2 separate regions of the Gossypium hirsutum genome follow, and region 2 is linked to region 1. The links are chromatin contacts, called in public Hi-C maps. All regions are on one chromosome and are shown on one strand. Each heading gives the region's core, a stretch centred on a gene start, on an enhancer-like site or on the middle of the called end of the contact. The rest is flanking DNA. Distances are from core to core; before and after follow the strand shown. Region 1 has its middle 13 kb from the start of LOC107938667. Region 2 holds the start of LOC107923989 (squamosa promoter-binding-like protein 8).

What was found. Hi-C and Micro-C count contacts between places; a contact is called where the count stands out from the background.
Region 2: a Hi-C map of leaf shows a contact between it and region 1, with 2.0 times the contacts expected there. The contact joins the promoter of LOC107923989 here to the enhancer-like site in region 1. A contact is called at or near these places in 2 of 34 Hi-C or Micro-C datasets (callus and leaf).

Annotation. Positions count from the first base shown.
Region 1 is chrA12:77,039,521-77,042,220 of Gossypium_hirsutum_v2.1, reverse strand. No RefSeq gene overlaps it. Among protein-coding and RNA genes, the nearest start is that of LOC107938667, 13 kb to the right of the region's middle. Within about 2 kb of position 1,355, at least 3 of the 9 cell types and tissues checked have an H3K27ac peak or open chromatin away from gene starts, as enhancers often do. A contact at or near this core is called in leaf, where this site is marked.
Region 2 is chrA12:77,216,206-77,218,905 of Gossypium_hirsutum_v2.1, reverse strand. LOC107923989 (squamosa promoter-binding-like protein 8) reads left to right here and starts at 1,361. Exons shown (of 3, transcript XM_016854232.2): 1 at 1,361-2,282; 2 at 2,686-2,700. The coding sequence starts at 1,639.

The DNA of each region.
Region 1 (2,700 bases), core at 106-2,605:
TGAAACCAACTACAAAGTCATTCCTTTCATCATTTACCCTATTGGGAAATGGTAAACAAAATTTTCACTGATCAAACTGTGTCTACACAGTCATTTGTCAAGTCCAGGAATGGGAAAGTTTTTCTAAGGCTTTATACCAGTTTTATCTGTCTTGGATTTATTTAGAAAGTTAAAATATTGCCTCCTACAACCTGACACTGATATTTTGATTCCCACTTGTCAGTTGAGTCAGAGTAATAAGTAATTCAGCAGTGAAGTGTTGGGTTGTTTTTTAATAAAAGTCATTTGGATTAAATATTGTAATATGAAATAAAAAAATTAAATATTTATTTAAAAAGACTTTAAAATTTAAAGATTTTTTAATGAAATTATCAATTTATTTTTTATTTCATGATATCGTATTTAAAATTAAGATTTTATCTTCTTAAAAATACTTTTTAATAATAGTAAATATTGTCAAACACAAAAGTCACATTTTTAAATTTTTTTTTACAATCTTTTTCAACCTCAATAGTAAATTAACCCTTACTAACCTCTATTGAGATAATTTTCATTTTTACTACTTTCATTATTAAACCTTTCAAACTCTTAAATCGAAAAAAAAAAAAAGGCATAAGCACATTTATACTTACATCTTTTTAATTGTTGTAATAGAAATGGTACTAATTTAATTAAAACTCAATCAACTAATTACTTAATTATTGTTTAATATAAAATAAGTTTTATTGAGCGAGATCAGCTCCTACGGAAGAAGTTTTCAAAGTACTTTCGTCAAGTAGCTGATTAAACTCCCAACAATCAAAAGTATTATCCCTGTTTCAGAGTTTTCCTCTAATACTCTATCGAGAGCCAATGCGTCGTGAGCAGTTCTTCTTAAGGCTTGATTTATAAAGCCAAGAGCACCTCAACCATACATAAGCGTAGGATCAAATCACCTAGGGGATGTAAGCGTCTCACCCTTGGTGGGATCCAAACTCTTTATTTATAACATACAAGTCATTTGTTGAGGAAAATGTTTCATTTAAAGATTTGATCAGTTATCCTGTGAACGACACTTGAAAGACTTCTTTCGAATGTGTCAACCTACCCTCGATAAGTCTAATATATTTGATTAATCAATATAAGTATTATTTGAATAATTGACTTGTTTTTAATATAAATTTAGTTGATTATTTAATATAAGAATGGTTTTTATTTCTTTTTACAGTCATTAATTAAACTGTTGGGTTCCTTTTCTGTCAGGTACTGTAATTAAGATTTGTATAAGCTAAGGCCATAAAGGAAAGCATAGAGGGGGGTATCCAAAGTAATGGGGACCCCAAAACAATAAATGACCTCTATATTCAACCACGTGAACGGCTAGGATGTGAGTTGCAGGCCATGGAAGGAAAAGAAAGGCAGTGGTGAGAGAGAAAGTGGAACCTGCAACTCTAACTTTGTACTTGCTTATCTGGGTGTTTGCCACGTGTAATTGACAACTTGATTGAGGATCCAATATAAATTATTATTATTATTACAAATTCCATATCCCCCTCGTACTTAAAACAGAGTTGGGGGAAACTGATAATAAACATAGGCAATGTCTGATACTATTGTTTCCTTTAATGAAACCCAAACGATAAGAAGCAAAAAAATAAAAAAGGAGAGGATCAATTTTTTTTGGATGTCATAAGAGGGGACCATTTTCAATAATCTTAGTTTTGTCAATCAAAATTTTGATCTTAAATCTATCAAATGAATACTCTTTTATTTGTAAAGAATTGGGTAAATGTATTAGGGGGTTCGTTATTAAGAGTTTATCTTTTTTATTAAAAAATAAATAAATTTTTCATTCTACAATAGAAATTTATCTTTATACGATTCATTAAAAAATAAATTAGTTATTTTTATTAAAAATTTTATCAATTTTTATTATTAAAAACTAACACAACTCATAGAATAAATAGATATTTATACATGACGTGTCACATATACCTCATTATGACATACAATGACTATTTTTTGATGGGAAAGGATTCTATGAAATAGAAACGCTACGTCATCTGTATCTCTTTTCTAATAGTTTTATGCCACATCAGCATTTTCATCTTAAAAAAAATCAAATCTAAATTAAAATCCTTAAATTCAGGATAAAATTACTGATATGGCATAAAACTATTGAAAATAAATAATATTCTTGTTTCATACAATCCATTCTCTTTTTTAATAATAGAAATGAATAAAATTTATAACAAAATGACCAATTTACTTTTTAATCAAATGTGCAAGTACTAATTTATTGCTTTTTATTAGAGTGGATAAAATGTAATTCCACTCCTAATACTGGTAGTAGAGGTGAGAATGGGCTGGGTCGGGCCGGGCTCAACTAAAATTTTAGGCTCGTTTGCTAAGCTCGGGCCCGGCCATAAAAATGGGCCTAAAATTTTACCCAAGCCCGACCTGGATAAAAATACTAAAACCCGAGCCCGACCCAGCCCACCATATTAATTTTTATATTATTTTTTATATAATTTAAAATATATATAATGCATCAAAAATACTAAAAATATCAAAATAAATATTTTTCAACAAACTGAAAATAAATTTTAAAAAATATATATACTTTAATAACACTAAAATAGATGCAACTTAACAATCAAATGTATCTAAAATAATAACAAAATTAACAAATGTCTTTAAAAAATAACAAAATTAACAATA
Region 2 (2,700 bases), core at 112-2,611, 180 kb before region 1:
TATCAAATCGACTTGAATCTACAATATATTCTACTTATCTAAACTACTAATTTAATATATCAATTGTCAAATATCGCTAAGGTTAAGTAGAGAAATTTTTTAAATTTTTAAATAATAATTTACCCAAGAAAGGAAAATGATTATACATTTCTGGTAAGTCTGAGTATGATCAAACAAACAACACGAAAGAAAGTGGGACCAGACGTTTTAACTTTTGAAGTGCATTAACGCTTTGGCGTTTACCACTCCAAGAAAAGGAAACCGACCACACGGTTATTTTAACTTTAAACTCAAAACCAAAAGAAATACCCTCATTTTTCCTAACTAGTTGGACTAGGAAACCAAACACACATTCAGCCAAACCCCCTACTTAAATTCTGCTATAAGTACCTATATTTTATAAAAATTATGGATATAGTTTCTATATTTTTTTAGGTTTTGAAATTTTAATCTTGATTTAAACTGTAACAATTAAATCTGTTTGGTAAAATTCAGTTACCAGTAGATATGCCTATTTTTCTTAACTAGTTGGACTAGAAAACCAAACACACATTCTGCCAAACCCTTGTACTTATATTTTGCTATAAGTCCCTATACTTTATGAAAATTGTAGATTTAGTTTCTATATTTTTTTGGTTTTTAAATTTTAGTTTTGACTCAAATTGTAGCAATTAAATCTATTTGGTTAAATTCAATTACTAGTCTTGTACCATGCATATAATTGTAGATTTAGACTACATTCTCCAATTAGATTATGCTAAGTCCCTATACTTTTCGAATTTTAAAATTTTAATCTTGACGCAAAATGACAATCATTAACCCATTAATTAGATAACTTAGTGAGTAATATGTGGAAATGAAAAGCTGACATGGAATTACAAGTATTATAATATGTTTGTCGTATCAAATTTAAGAAATAGCAAAACTTAACTTAAAAAATTTAACAATAGTTGTTTGGCGAGGATTGAAATTTTAAAATTAAAAAATATAAAAACTAAAAATGACCAAATTAAAGTATAGTATAGGTACTAAGAGCGAAATTTAACCTTACAACTGTTAACACCATTAATTTATTTTAGTTAAATTAAAATTTATTACAATGTCATTTTTCTAGTTACATGGCTACTAAATAAGTAAAATTATTATTTTTTTATTTCAAAATATCACAGCAGTAACAGTGAGGCCTAAAATTTGAAATTTCCAAAGTAAATAGACTAAATCCAAAAATTTTTCAAAGTAAAGGAACTAATAACAAAATTGATCCTTTTTGTTTACACGGAATTTCATTGCACAGTTCTTCCATTGTGTCCCCACACGAAACACATAGCCATATCACCATCATTCACCAAAGGTTAAACACGTAATTTCCTCCTCAGAAAAACTAATCAATCACAGACACAAAGCCGCCTTCCTAACACAGTTTCTTCCTTACAGACACTGTGAGAAAGAAAGGCAGAAAAACGAAACTAAACCCAAACTTGGCTTTTTTTTCAGACAAACAGACATAAAGGCGATCACTTTAAAAAAAAGAGTGAAACTTCATCCTTGGGAATATCAAGCTTCAGTTAGGGTTTCTCAAAAAACTTAGCTTCTTTTTTTCAGAAGAAAACGACGGCGTAGCTTCGCCGAAGTAACAAAATGTTGGAATACGAATGGGGAAATCCGACGGCTATGATTTTAACCGGCGAAGAAGCGGATCAAGAACCCGACCCGACCCGTCAGATTCTCGAACACTACGGTGCTAACACTGCGACCCATCATCATCATCAAGCTGGTTTCAATGAAACCCTTTTTCCTCATCAACAAAGTGCTGCTTTTGTTCCTTTCCAAGCTCAAACTCAACATGGTTACTTACACTCCATGTACGACCCACGCGCTTACACCGGCGCGTCTGCTTACACTACTCCCCATCCTTCGTCGTTGTTGTCTCTCGATCCTGTTTCCGGTACCGGAGGGAATGGAGGAGGGGGTTACTTTTTAGTTCCTAAGACTGAAGAAGTTTCTAGACCGGTTGATTTCACGGCAAGGATCGGTTTAAACTTGGGTGGCCGGACGTATTTTTCTTCAGCTGAGGATGATTTCGTGAACCGGCTTTACCGGAGATCGAGACCCGGTGAACCCGGTTCGACTAACTCCCCTAGATGCCAAGCTGAAGGTTGTAATGCTGATCTTACGCACGCTAAACACTACCATCGCCGTCATAAAGTCTGTGAGTTCCATTCAAAGGCCTCCACCGTCATTGCCACCGGTTTAACCCAACGGTTCTGCCAGCAATGCAGCAGGTTTAGAAAATTTACCAAAATGCCATTCCCTTCTTCTTTTTTACAATAATCATAGGATGTTCGTTAAGCTCTCTGGAGTTGGAGGGAGGAGATAGTGATGTATGTTCGGAAATGACGGAGATGCCCTTGTGGATGTCTATGATAGCCAATGATTGGGTTTATCCGTACATAGGATGATCCCGAGGGTATATCTGTCCGTAAAAAGCTCCCTGCTTCTTTTTTTCCATTTACGTACTCGTTTTATTTGTTTACTTATTATAGTAGTATTACATTTAATCGTTTTAAAATACGAAAACACCCTCCCCATGCATTCGTATTTTCACTCTCTACCACTTCCGCCATTATCATTTTTTTTCTGTGCTTTTTTGCTTAAGCTTCTTTAACGTCGGGTCGGTCCGTACAGATTCCATCTTCTCTC